Linked DNA regions of Anas platyrhynchos: all the other regions are linked to region 1. The links are chromatin contacts, called in public Hi-C maps. All regions are on one chromosome and are shown on one strand. Each heading gives the region's core, a stretch centred on a gene start, on an enhancer-like site or on the middle of the called end of the contact. The rest is flanking DNA. Distances are from core to core; before and after follow the strand shown. Region 1 overlaps LMNTD1 (lamin tail domain containing 1). Region 2 overlaps RASSF8 (Ras association domain family member 8). Region 3 has its middle 7.9 kb from the start of BHLHE41.

What was found. Hi-C and Micro-C count contacts between places; a contact is called where the count stands out from the background.
Region 2: a contact with region 1 is called in a Hi-C map of F1 follicle, with 4 times the contacts expected there. The contact joins two enhancer-like sites. A contact is called at or near these places in 4 of 8 Hi-C or Micro-C datasets (F1 follicle, liver, skeletal muscle and 1 more).
Region 3: a contact with region 1 is called in a Hi-C map of subcutaneous adipose tissue, with 2.7 times the contacts expected there. The contact joins two enhancer-like sites. A contact is called at or near these places in 3 of 8 Hi-C or Micro-C datasets (F1 follicle, liver and subcutaneous adipose tissue).

Annotation. Positions count from the first base shown.
Region 1 is chr1:75,699,035-75,703,732 of IASCAAS_PekinDuck_T2T, forward strand. LMNTD1 (lamin tail domain containing 1) reads left to right here. Exons shown (of 11, transcript XM_072042043.1): 11 at 1-1,068. LOC140003150 (a long non-coding RNA gene) reads right to left here. Exons shown (of 2, transcript XR_011811194.1): 2 at 3,770-4,026. Among named protein-coding and RNA genes, the nearest start is that of KRAS, 51 kb to the right of the region's middle. Within about 2 kb of position 1,922, at least 4 of the 8 cell types and tissues checked have an H3K27ac peak or open chromatin away from gene starts, as enhancers often do. A contact at or near this core is called in subcutaneous adipose tissue, where this site is marked.
Region 2 is chr1:75,379,121-75,383,930 of IASCAAS_PekinDuck_T2T, forward strand. It overlaps RASSF8 (Ras association domain family member 8), which reads right to left. Exons shown (of 6, transcript XM_027450014.3): 4 at 1,646-2,535. Among named protein-coding and RNA genes, the nearest start is that of BHLHE41, 29 kb to the left of the region's middle. Within about 2 kb of position 2,606, at least 1 of the 8 cell types and tissues checked has an H3K27ac peak or open chromatin away from gene starts, as enhancers often do.
Region 3 is chr1:75,358,150-75,362,704 of IASCAAS_PekinDuck_T2T, forward strand. No RefSeq gene overlaps it. Among named protein-coding and RNA genes, the nearest start is that of BHLHE41, 7.9 kb to the left of the region's middle. Within about 2 kb of position 3,127, at least 2 of the 8 cell types and tissues checked have an H3K27ac peak or open chromatin away from gene starts, as enhancers often do. A contact at or near this core is called in subcutaneous adipose tissue, where this site is marked.

The DNA.
Region 1 (4,698 bases), core at 672-3,171:
GATCTTCACAGAAGTTTTTTCACAGGCTTTATTAAACTAGTCTCTAAGCTTTGAGCATCTTTTCTGGATTTTGAAATTGTCCCCTTACCTGAATGACAGCGAGCAAACACTCCACAGGAGACTACAGAGGTGTGTTTCTCCTGCCAGCCGCAGAAATGCTTGTGCTTCTGGTGAAGGACAAAGACAGTTTTTGTGGGCTTCCAGTCTGCATCCCTAGAGACATATTGTTGACCTCACTGATTTTTACATTCGAGTTAATGACCCTTATAGCAGCAACAAAGCCAAAGAAGCTCAAAGCTTTCAACTGATGACCCCAAAAAGGTGAGGAAAAAGTCAGCTGAAGTCATATAGGAGGAGGCAAAATAATTCCCATTTCCTGTCTCTGAAGTTAAGGGGTTTTGTTGGCCACTTGCATTTGAATCTTTCTGCAACATTAACCCCTGCAGTGCTGTTCAGGTGTCCTGCTCTGATTCTTTAAGGCATAATGTGGAGAAATAAGTGTGAGTAGAAAATACTGGAGTTTTTCCTCCAGAATCTGCTTGTGTGGATCACACCAAGGCACTACATGAGCTCCCTCTTCATTGCCAAACATCTATTAATTCCAGCTCTGCAGAGACAATGCTTCCTACAGTTAATATTGTAGTGCAGCAGTTTTGAGCTAAACATCTCATTGCTGTTTATTTACAAAAACAAAAGTCAACATTTTTGTCTGGATGTTGAGAAATGCCTTTAAATCATACGTCTAATATATGTGCGTAGCTGAGAAAAAGAAAAGATCTGGCAGCAGTGAACTTTTTCCCAAAACTGAGGTAGATATTTAAAGCACAGATTTGGAAGACAGTCAAAGCCAAAAAGACTTCTGTTGCACTTAATAGCGGAGAGGGAGCTGCAAAATTCCCACTAAGACAGGGAGACAAAGAGCATCTCTGACCACTAAAGCCATGCCTGTTTGCTCTGTGCTCTCCTTTACACTGCATTTGTAGCCTCACATTTGTCAGCTTTTCTTCCCTTTTGTTTTGCTAGGCTGTTTACTGCTGCGTAGAAGTCAATAAACACAAATTTCAAGTACTTTTCATTTTGTGATCATGACAAAATGTTGCCATTAATTATTATGGTTTATTTGTTTGTTTGTTTGTTTGTTTTTTTCATATTAGCGATTCATCCAGAGGGATCTTTTTGCTTCTGTTGGACTTGGTATTTTTGCAGTAACCCACATTATCACTATGACAAACAAGATCTGTGAGGTTCCAGTGGGAAAGCTAGTGGTGGAAGATGATCCAGTTAACTCCCTCAAGACAGCCCCTGATGCCATTTTACAATCCTGTGCTCATTCTTTTTCCGAAGGATGGTGGATTCCACAGTAGCCTTGTCGTTTAAACCTGCTGCATCCCCTTACCTCAAACACTGGCTGTGTTGAGGGCACTGTTTGGTGAAAGGGAGCTGGACATGAGCGCACACCTTTGTAAGGTCCAGTTGCCTAACAGAGAGCTTTGTGAAGTTCCCAAGGACCCTTGAACCCATTAATTTTCATAGGCATCACACTGGGTTAGGCACAGCCAACATAGCAGCAAATACCTTCCTTTCTCCTCACTCTCCTGGTTACAGCATCATGGCAGGACCTCTAGTGCAAGTTTTTTCTGCAGACAAGACAGCTCATGTGTTATTTCCGTGTTGGTTCCCCAGCCTTTTCTGATATGCTGAGAATATGCATATCAGCACAAGGAGGGAAAGGGAGTTGTTTAGGGTGGGACGAAGTGTAACTAGGGGCAATGGGAGGAAACAGCAGAGCAATGTCTAGGCTGACTATCAAGAAAAACATCCTAACATTGAAGCCTGAAAGGCTGTTTAATGATCTCCCAAAGGAAGTAGTGAAAACCTTTATCAATGAGTCATTTCACACTGTGAAGGACAAAGCTCTGAGTGTAGAGGATAGTCATGTGTTGGCAGGGCATGAAGGGTCTTTCCCATTCCTCCACGATGACTCCTTGCCCTCACTCTTCTAAAAGAAACAGAGCCTGGAAAACACAATGCTAGCAGTGGTTTCCTAACATACACACAGAAAGAAAAACAACATCCCTAAGTGATCCTTTGAGATTGGGAGCCTGGGAAATGCTTTTTAAATTAGCTTCAATAACATGACAGACGATAACAAGTTTTAGAGCAATTTTTTTTTTTTCTGTTCAGCCGCATTGCCAGAGCGTGTGTCAATCCTGGCAGCAGCTTTCTTGCAAATTAATGAAACATCAAGGCTGCACTACCAGACAGATGATTGGAGGAGTGTATTTCCAGGAGAGAGCATAAACTGGCAGATTGTCAGCTGCTACAAATCAATTAAGTTCCCTCAATTCCAGTACAGAGGGCCACCAACTTACAGCTGCATAGGATCTGGTCCATTTTGTATTGGAACAGAAATATTGCTTTCATTTTACAGAGAGATAGACTATTTAAAATTTAAATGCTATTAAAATTTAAAATCCCTACTTAATTTAAAATTCCCTTTGCAGTTGCTTTTGTCATGGAGTTCCTTATTCCTGCTCCAAAGAGTTGAGCCCTTACATTTCCCTGAGACCAGCACATCAGGGTTCATAGGATTTTGGTGTCTTCTTGCCAGCAGGCATGATATGCCTTGCCTCGGATTTTTCTCTGATCCCAGTTTCTCACTCCTGTACTTTAAACGACTGTAGTAAGAATCAATAACATTAAACATTAGGTAACGCTCACCACATTGCCCAAATCCCTGGAAAGCAGCAGCACACTGCAGTGCTGGGAGGGGAGTAGAAGCAGGATGAAAATGAATCCTCTTGCCTGTGGAGAAGTGTTGATGGTGGCTTCGAGGCTCAGACAAACTGCAGTGAAAACAAAGCTTGCTTCTCACCAACGTGTCCTTGCAATGCTCTGCCAAGTACCCCTTGAGCGTGTTTCTGGGGGTAACAGAGCAGGTACCACATCTCCACCCCAGGAACAGGACATTCCCGCTGGGTGCTGGGGCGAGGAGATGCAGGGGCAAGGAGCGCTGCTCCTGGAGCAGGTGAGACACACAAGGGAGGTAGAAACTCAAAATTTGTCTCCTGGAGCCAAGGATATGCTGCGAAGCAGAGGCTTGCCTGGCCAGCTGTGGCCTTCACTACACCCTGCCCATGCGGTGTGAGGAGGCGGGGACCACACAAAACTTATTGAGCTGGCTGCAGGGTGAAGGCCTTAAGCACAGGCATTGTCCTGACATCCCCATGCCTGGCTTCCTGGCCAACTACTGTGCATGGGGCTGAGCAATGGGACTGGGGTGGAAATAATCCTCCTCAAGCACAAAAGCAGGACAGGACAGGCTTCAGAGTTGCCTCAGACTCCTGCAGAGCTGTTTTAGCTTGGTGTCATCCATGGCAGCAGGTTCTGCAGGACCTATAACCCAGAAGCAGGCAGCACCTCACTCCAGGCTTCAGTTTTGGGAAAGGGAGAGTTCCTCGGTTCTCAGGGCAACCTTTGGGCCCTCAGAACATTTTACATGAAGGTGGCAATACTGTTGCAGGGAATTGGACCACAAAGGGAAGAAGGAAGCCCAATGTCTGGCCCTGGTGAGCCTCTGCAGCTATCACCATCACTCTGATCAACAGGTGGGTGCTTTTCCTTATCAAAAGTTATTTCACATTATTTAGTCCCCAGACAGTTGGGTACCAGGACTGGCGTTAGTGAGGAAAAAAAGACTCATCTCCTCAGCCAGTGGGTGGGAGGTGTTATAAATTGCCCCCTTAATTAATTTTCAGAGAGCATTGCATTAATAATAGAAAGGAATTTATTGAGTAAGCAACAGCAAACAAAACAGCGCTGGGCGGCCGGGGAGTCTCGGCTCCGCCAACGGCGCGCACCTCACCCCCGCCAGGGTCCCTTTTTATATCTTGGTAATTCCGGGATTACGCAGCACATCCTGGTATATTCTACGACTGTGCGCACTGTTGCTAGGAGGTCATCTCTGTCCCTCTGGTGGTCGTGAAGATGAAGGCCGTAGTCTTCCTCAGCGTTGTGGTTCAACTTCTTTTTTTATTTGGTCATGTTGGCCCAGCGTGAGACAGGAAGGTAGGATGTTGATACACTAGTTTAGCAACTTATCAGGAGATGGGTACACGAGCTTTGCAGCAGGGTCTTTGAACAAAAGAGGCAACTGAGATGCAGAAGGAGAGAAGGGGAGGGGGTTCTCTTTTTTGTTACATTAAGCAAAAGAATTTTCATAGTGTCTAGCCAAGCATTATACAGCTCCTTACTTCAGCAGGGAGCTTTTGCAACTCCCGCTCCTCAAACAGAACTCCTTGTTTTTATAATACAAAAGACAATGAACAAACATTTATTGTGTATTACAGGACGGAAGGGGCTGTCCCACTGAGCTGCAGAGAAAGGCAATGCAGGAGAGGCAAAGGTGTCTGGAGACAGGTGGAGGGGAATGGAGGCCAGGGGAAGGCAACCACGAGACATGAGGATAAAGGGAGCATGAAGGGACTGGGGAAGAGGACAATGGGAGAAGGAAAGAAAGAGCCAGGAGCCAGCAAGGCAACCCTGTTCAACACTAAAGCTCTGGTGACAAAATAAGGGGGAAAGGAGTGGGAAAAAGAGTGAGGCAGGGCAAAGTGGGCAGAAAGCAGGAGAGGAAATAAATGGACAGGAAGAACCTGATAAAGAAAAGGCAAGGGAGCCTGTGATGCTGAGGGCCTC
Region 2 (4,810 bases), core at 1,356-3,855, 320 kb before region 1:
GAAGCTATTTCTCTATTTCTAGCTCCCAAAACTATGTAATACAGAGCTGAATTTATTTCATTCTGATCTTCCAGATCAATGCACCTTTAAGTTTACAAGCTTGAAAGACCTGAACTTACCAGGAGCTTCCATAAGAAAGTGAAACCCTTGCCTACAAAAGGAATGTAACACAGAACATTCTGAACATAATCATAGCCTCAGTGAGTGTTACTGAGGACTCAATAATTTCAGTTAGCAGAAATCTGTATGCATAATTTCTCTAGGCTAGAAAAATATGGCCAGAACTGCTTACAGTTTTCATCTGTTTTGCTTTAGGTGAAAAGATCACATTTTTCTCACTCATTTTGTAAAGACAACTTATACACATGGTTCTGGGTGTTCAGGAGTAAGGATGCAAAATCCCTTTACATATTTATAGTGGAATTATCTGATTGCAACTGCAGCCCTGTGAAATACAGTGATTGTGAATCCCAGGAATACTGCCAGAATCACAACTCAAATGGATGTGTTGGTTCCTCAGTCTTACGTGGTACGTTAAAAGTCTAGGATTTGATCCCCAGAGTTACAATCTCTCCTTCACCTCTCTGCTAGCAGCTGTATTTCCATTTATATTTATTCTTTCGTGCTCTATTAATTTCCAAGAGATATCATCAGCTCTTGAAAGGAAGTAGAGACTGGATTCTCTTGTGACACGTGCCACAACTGCCTGATGTGGAGAGAAAATCCTGAACACTGGCAAGCTGGACAGGAAAAGGGAGATGCTGCTCTTTAAAACAATGTCCTTGTAAGATAGCAGCTGTTTTAACTCTACATCCATCTACTATCCAGATGCTGCTTTTGGACTGTACTTTTTAATTCATCATCTTTGGTAGCAGAAATAACCAACAACAATCCGAAGTTTAGCTTCAGAAAAGGCTATGGTGGTGCCAGTTTCCCTGAAACTTAATATAATGCACTGATCTGCCAAGAGCTGGGGCCTAAATTCTCAAGTTATCTAACCCTAAATCAACAGAGGTTTGAAGACAAATGCTTTTAAAAGAGTTCGGCCAAGAGCACTATGGTCCTGTTCAGCACCCTGCAATACAACCATCCCTCGGCTAGCGCTGAATGTGCTATTGTTCATGCAAGAGATTTTTTTTTTTTGAGCTGTGGAACAATGCAGACTCACCAGCGTAACAGTGCTACACTGAGGTAATGAACACTCCCTCACAGCAGGGCAAAGGGGCCAGATGCATTGCCATGGATGCGGCTGCATTGCCCTCAGCTACTTTGGCTGATACTAGCTCTGGTATTTTGCTATCACACTCCACTGTATGGTGAAGATATGCTCTGAATGATTTCTCAGAGGTCACTGAGCAGTCAGTGAATGGCAGCAAACGTGCTCTAACTGATGGGGAAGGAACTTAGCCTGCATGTGAATAAGGAGAGGTTGTCTGTGATAGATAAAATTAAAATTGACTGTTCTTCAAAGCAATCTGAATCGCAATTTGAAAATGGAAGCAACTTTTTCTTCCTTTTACCCAAGTTCACCATGGAAAGTTCCTTATGCATTCCTTTGTCAGCTTGAAATCTGTGCTAGAAAAAAAAAATGTTATAATCAGGTTTTTGACTTCTGTTTAGCCATAGATAAAAAGGTTGTTCTTACCTGTAACCGTTTGGTAGCTTGGCCCAGAGATCTTTCTACAGCTTTGATGCCGTTTTCCAATCGTAAACTTTGCTGGCCCTGAATATCAATTTCACCTTTCACCTTCTCAATCTTTTCTTTGACCTCTTCTTCATTCACTTGGGATTCTTGAACTTCCCGATGCAACTTCTCCGCTTCGAGGCCACTCTCCATATCGTGGATCTGCGACACGTAGTCCTTCAGCTTGCTCTCGCATTCTAGGATCCTCTGCCTCATCTCCTGGAGCTGCTCCTTTAGCTGTTTCTCGTTCTCTTGCTCGATCTGCAGCTCGTTTTCCCAGAACTCTTCCTCCTCGATCTCTACTTCGTTTCTTTTGATCTTCTGCTCTAGCTTGAGGATTTCTTCCTCCAGACTGGAGTTGTACTTCTGCTCCCAGTACCGGATCTCCGCCTCGTTGGACTCCAGCTGCTTCTCAATGCACTGCAGTTTATCTGTCTGGAGGTGAATCAGCTTCTTCAGCTCTTCTGCCGTCGTTTTGCAGTTGTTGAGCACCTTCTGCTTGAACTCAGACTCCTTACTTTTACCGAAGATGTCCATTAGCCCCTTCGCCCCACCAGTGAAGGTCAGGGACTTCCTTTTCGGCTCCCTCCGCTTCATGGCTTTGTCATTTGGAGGCCGCAGCTTGGCCAGGGGTGGCAGGCTCTGCCGGTACAAAGTCCTCTCGGGGCCGCGAGCCACGCTGTCCGAGGTGGGCCTCTCGCTCAGGGAGGGCCCGGTGCGGCGCAGGATCAGCTGCACGTCGCTGGCGTACTGCCCCCACTTGTTGAGCGACACCACGGGGTTCTCGTGGGGCGCCAGGTGCCGCTCGGTGTCCCGCCACTTCTCGATCAGCGCGTAGCGACCGGTGCGCCCTGAAGGGACAGGAACAGGGACAGGCGTCAGCGGCCGCCCCGCCAGGGGGCGCCGCCGCCCCGGGTAGGGCAGGGCCCGCCGCCGGCCCCATCGGCGGCTCCGGGGGGCCCTTCCCCGGCACGGCCCGCGGGGCGCCCCCACGGACGGACGGACGGACGGACGGACCGACCCACACCGCGCGGTCTCCGTCGTGAGGGCGAAAGCCCACGGCGTCGCGGGCAAAAAGGTGCCGAAAATCGACTGGTTTTAAAGCACGCGTTATCCCAGGGGATTTTGGAACGGTTCTGTGGTTACCGCTAGCCCTAAACACATCGTTTGCTATTTTAATGCCATACACATATCCACTGCCACGACAGGCCATCATTTAAATGGTAACTTATGTCAGCACATACACGCTTGAAATGCCAGTCATTTATGCAACTATGAGTTGGGGGAGTTGGAATAAAGGTGTCTGATGTCCATCTGATGTGTTTTGTTCACTTTCTCCACCTGCACTTTCCCCCAAGGTACAGTCTTGGGCTGGAAGTCTGCCTCTGGCCTCCAACCGCAACACTCGCACAGATTCCCCACCTCCAGTCCGTAGGAGGCAAGCTCTGCCACACCAATTGACACATGGTGTAGCCCCCTAAAATCTGCTAGCATCAGACCAGCCTTTGAAAGAGCTCCCCAGGTGAACGGGTAGTTTGCTGGAAATGGCTCCTCTGATCTCACTTTCTCACAAGTAGTTCATGATGAAGACAACAACAAAAATCAGCTTGACAGGCACAATCTAGAAAGCAGATTGCTTTGGCTGGTGGATCACACCAGCAATAGTTAGCTGGCCAAATAAGAGGCCAAAGCATCCACATTCACTTCCAAGTTAGGAGTGAAAGCTCAAAGAAGATGCAAAGATTTAAATGATTGAAGTCAGCAAAACAGGGCAAGCAGTATGGAAACATTCCACCTCCCCTAATGCCTTATAAATAAACGACTTGAGGTAAGCACTGGGGAAAAATGAAAGTCTATCGATAAACATACTACTGTGCTTAGCCCACATTTTCAGAAACAGATCTAAAAGTTTATTGTCATAAACTACTTCAAAACCAAGTTTATTATGCCAAGATACAAAGTCAGATGTTATTTATTTGTTTGTTTCACCAACCCACAATATTGTTCGTTGACCCATTAAGATTTATGGTTTGTAGTAGGCATCAGTGTTATTATAGGAAAAATAAACCTAGTGCTGTTTGCCACAGTGTACTAACAATAAAACCCCAAGGAAGAAAAATGAAAGTGTGCTACAGATCCTAGGACAAAGGTTGTATTTTCCACTCTATTTTGTTAATCTTAAAAGCTTTCAGCTTTCATCTTGTAAACATGGTAATGCTACTAGTGTTCTTGTTGTGTCAGAAACAGCCAGGTTCAAATAAGTCTTAAAATTGTAATTAGGGTACCACTAGGGGAGTGGTCAGCATGCAAGTTCTTAGCACTTTGCTACTAAATGCACTGCTTAAAAGAAACATAGTAAGAGGCAAAACAGAAAAGGGGGGAAGGGAATACAGCTAGCAATCTCAACCAAAAATGAAAAAGGGAATTAAGCAAAGTGCTTGCCAAGAACTATTTCCATCTTAGATCAGGATTCCAAATCAACATGCAGTCCTAAATAATGAACTCCATGCTCAAGAGCCACATAAAGGAAAGTATTTAGTAAAAGTCATATTTACACAGTTCAACAGCCACACCTGGAGTTCAATACTAGTCTAAAACAAAGTTGTCCTCATCTGAGATCATTACCTAGGTTTACTCTATTCAGGCTATTTATGACAGTGTTTAACAATACCTAGAAAACCACAACAGTGATGTTTGCTTGCATTAGAGGGGATTAATTCACAAATTAAAGGGTGAGTGAGCTGATTCAAAACTAATGACAGAATATTTAAGAATACAGGTATCCTTATAACAAACTGCTATTTTTGAAGTGCTACCACTAGCAAGGAGAAAGCAGGTTGCTTTGATTGTTGACAAAGAACAGTGCAATGTCTGTATGCTGCTTCTTGTCTTGTATGTTGTCCAAAAGCTTTCTGAAACAGACTTGTTTGTGTTTATGCAGCACCTGGCAGAACAACTCAGCCCTTCCTTATTCACACAAACCTTATTTAAAAAATGAACTTGTTAGTTTTACTTATGTTATGTGCCTCACATAAGCAACGTACAACATACATTAAACCATACGGTGTTTTTACAAGCTATATATTCCATACATTTAATCTCATGCAGATTTATGAAATATCTTCA
Region 3 (4,555 bases), core at 1,877-4,376, 340 kb before region 1:
ATGTGTTCAGATAATAGCAATGCCCAACAAAAGCAAACAGTTTTTTGTTTTTTTTTAAAGGGGGGGGAGTTGTAATTGAGACTGATAATCAACAGCTGCTGGAGGCAAAAGGCAAATGACAAGAGGGACCCTAAGAGTCAGCTTCAATTATTCAACTCCAGGCTTCCTCAGTTCCCTTTGGAGCCTAAGTCAAACTGTACGTTTCACATTTTCTCAGAGTTAAAAACAAAACAACAATGAAAAAAAAAAACACACACACACACCCCAAAAAAAATAAATGGACAACAGCCTGACAGACTTTAATATACATTCACTTCTGTGCAAGTATTAATGCTTGTTATTTCCTACACACTTTCTGTAACTCTGCCATATATGGAGCAACTCTCAGCTGTGCTTCCCGAGTGCTCAGAGCTCAGAGTGCAGGACTGGGTGCTGCATTTATTGCACACACTTGGGTACGTGCTGTATTATTTCTCATAAGCCACAAGATAAAGGCTTTAAGCTGGTAAATGTATTTTCTTAAGCAATAAACTTTGAAAACAGCTCTTATTCATCCAGTATATTATAGTGGCATGAAAGGTTCCATTATAGTGTGTTAAACAAACACAGTTGAGATTGTTAAGCCAATGGAAGGTAGTATCATGCAACTCCCACTAAAGGCAATGAAAGTTTTATTTGGAAAGATTACAGTTATGGAACTCAAATTGACTATCAGCTCTGTTTAAGAAAGGCCTGACCTACCAATTAAGTCAACGTGAGTCCTTCTCTCAAGTGTAATGGGCTTTGGAGTAGGTCCTAAGTCTCTGTTTTGGGGCTCTTTTCTTTGTTTGTTTAATTTTCACTTCTAGTCAGGGCAAACTGAACGGCTTCAACATCTAGCAAGCCCAGGGACTGTGTGCACTGCATTTCAGCACTGGTAAATTTATAGTCTGTGGGTCTCACAATGTATTTCCTTTCCTCCTCGAACATCAGCTCCTGGAGTCACGTGATCTCTGCCTTCATTTGAGATGGTCTGAACTTTTGGGTAGACCTGTGCGGTGTCAAGAGTTGGACTTGATGATCCTTAAGGGTCCCTTCCAACTCAGGATATTCTATGATTCTATGATTCTAAGTTTCCTGCCTGCTACTAGCACAAATGAACTTGAAAGTGTGACCTTAAAGAAAGCAAGTAACAAAAACACCATGTTTTCTTTTTTTCTCCATAGAAAAACACTTGGCTTTTTTAGAGCCATCTTCACTCAAGAAAGTGTTAATCTCTATTTACTGTCTCTGATCATGCTGCAGTCTCTGTAGCTTGCTGCAAAACAGCCCAGAGAAGCCGGGGCCTTCACCTGCCACTTGCAGCAGCCATGCAAGCCCTGGACATGTGTGGGCCAGAGAGAACTGCCACTGTCACCTCACACTCTACACCCTTTCCATGGCTACAGGTCTCCAGGGCTGTCAGTCTGTCAGGAACACTGAACTCACTGCAGCCTTGATTACGGCTGTGCCGCAGGCTGCACGGAGCTGCCCTGCCCTGGGTTGAGCGGCGGAGCCCGTTCTGCCTCACTGCACTCACAGGGCGCCTAGCAGCACCGCACCTGCTGCTGCCCTTTCCCGGGCCACGAGCGTGCCTCCTACTGGAATGGCACTCCTGCTGTGCCCCACAGGAGGCAGGTGACGCCTGGCACGGGCGAGAAGACATGCCCTTGTGTCTCCCAGAAAGCAGGCACTGTGATTTCACGCTGCTCTCTAGGGCCAAGGGGCTGGGGACAGCTCTTTCTCCAGCATTCACAGAGGCCTGCCTTTTTATTTATTTGTTTGTTAATTTATTTTTATTATGTATTTTTAAAGCTCAGCTTCCCTGTTCCCGTTTATCTTGGTTTAGTCTAAAAGCGGGTGCACGGGATATCACTTGCCTCTACAGATTTTTGACTTCAGCTGAGATCTAGGATCAAATTAGAAATGCCGACTTGCTCCTCATTAGAAACACGTCCACATTCCTTTCCCCCTCGCAGTTTTTCACAGCGAGGTGTTTGATCTAACAGAAGCTGCACAACACAGACTAGCGCAAATCTTGGATGAGTGCTTTGGGAACTGGTCCCCTCAATCCTCTGGTATCAGCAGTTCCCTGCACACAGACATCTGCTGGGCAGTGCTGTCTGTGTGATCGTACGATTGCAGCCCAGCAGCCAGTAAAGGGAAGCATCTCCTAGCTGCATCTCTGCTTGCCTTTCTCTCAAAGCTCAAAGGTGAGGCTAGCTCTCGCTCCAAAATACTTCTATCCAGAGCAAAACCTGGAGAACCAGTTACCAAAAAAGAAAACCTTGTGGTCACATTACTCTCACAACCGAGCAATTTCTGAAGAACGACTTCAGAGCTATGTAAATATGGCACCCCCTTACTCAGCAGAAAATTGGCTCCCCAAGTGCGTTCGGAGTCATATCTGCACTACAGAGCCAACTGATCTGACAGATGCTGAAGTGGATTCGATTCTCACTGCAGTCTATCAACAAAATTGCTACAGCTCCAGCCCTGCTGTTAGCTGACAGCAGGCAAGCACCAAGCCTAGCTTACAGATAACATTGTAAAGAAGCGAATCTACACAGGAACAGCACTCAGCCTAGTTACGGTGTGAGGGGCTTCACACCTGGTGACAGCTTACTGCAGCGACCCGAGGCCCCGGGTGCGTGGTGGTAGCGTCACCCCCATCAGTATTTCCCTGGCAGAGATCAGCACTGCCGGCACAGCCCATGGTACCGCACCCCAGCGTCCAGCTGCAGGACCAGCTTTTTCCCCTGGCTGTACCCAGGGCAGCGCGGACAGCCTCTCCAACAGTGAGGCGGCCCGAGGCGCACAAACAGCGCTTTCACCGGCAGCGAGAGCTCCAAACGCGCCTGCAAGACCGGCAGCCAGGGACACAGAAAGCCTTTATTCAGTATTTCTTTCGTTTACGTTCAAGCCGAGCTCTGTTCCTCACGCGACGGGCAGCCCCTCGCAGGGCGGGACCCAGAGGCGCCGCCTCACGCGGCCGGCGAGGCCCCGGTCCCGGTCCCGGCCGCCCCCCCGCCATCGCCTCACACCCACCGCACTCCGGGCGCGCAACGGCTGCAACCGCCGCTCACGCGCGCGCCCACGCGAGCGCCGCGCACGCTGCCGGGCACGTGCGGGCGGGGCCGCGGCGGTTCCTCTGGCAACGGCGCCCGTTGGGGGCGTTGGGCGGTGCCGAGCGTGCCCTCGGTTATCATGGCGGCGGCGGCGACATCTCCCCGACCCTCTTTTATTAGCTGGGGCTCTAGTAAACTAATCAGGGAACAGTTCGGGCAGAGGCCATTTTTCGAGTAGTAATGTTGTTACTGTGAAGGTCTGTGGGTATAAGCAGAGTCTGCAGGGGAAGGCAAGAGCTTTTATTAGCACAGCTGATGCAAGTAAAAAACAAACAACAACGACAGACCAGACTGGCTTGCAGGCACAGCAGCCTTTCTTTGGCTCCACAAAACGACTTGAGCACCAGTAGTGCTTATCCCCCAAGTAGCATCTGCTACGCGTGTTGGATACCTGAACTTTATTCAGATGCTGCTAGCCTTCCCTACCATACGTGTTGCATATGCAGTTCTTCCATTTACATCTGTTTTCAAGGTGTACCTCGGAAAGCTGGAGGTCTTTGGCACCCTCTGGACCCTTGTGCTGCACTGAGCAGGGAACACACTAGCACAGCCTCAGCAGCTCTCCTAGTTTGTTTTCTGCTGCAGCCAAGGGGCTTTGATCAGCCATCAGTCCTGGTCACAGCATAACCCTGCTGCTGCTTACATGGCATAGCCCAGAGGCAGGAGCTGCCTGGGACAGAATTCACTACAGACAATGGGACCAGAAGAGAGCAGTACAAACCAGTTAATAGGACACATTTGTGCCCCTGCCCTCTCCGGGCCTCGACGAGTATCACTGCCTCCTAGTCAGAACTCAGCCCCAAAGCCTTTCACAGTGGTAGATGCACAAATCAGCATGTTTTCAGCAGCTGAAATAGATACAGTCCTTTACTTCAAAGCTGTCAGCAGTGGCAGCACTGGCCAGGTGGCAGGGAGGCTGTGCTGGAGGCACCTGTAGGACAACACGATAATTAGAAGATAATGCAGTCACCTGAGAGGAGAAACCTAGATTCCTGCCCTGTTTGTGCATTTTATGTTACAAGCCCAGTAGAAACAAACAAATAATGGATGTTTACAGGAGCTGGGGTAGGAACTGGCACTCTGGTTTCCTCTTAGCCCAGATTTAATACCCTAATCAATAGGCTAAAGCTATTTCTCAGTACGTGTCTGCTTAATTATTCAGTGCAAACAAGGACAAGATCCACAAGAGAGATGAAATGCAGTTGCCTGAGAACTGCTTTGAACCAGGGCCTTCCCCCAGGATGTGGGATATGCAAGGACGAACCTCCTTGGAGGAAGAACATTCTATCCAAATCACCTACTGAAAGAGAAATGTTATAGTTCCCAAACTTTTATTTAAATGCAAGGCTATGCCTCTTCCAGCTGCAGCTTTATGAGAGAAGAATGGTGCCCTCTGTTGTTCTAGAGAG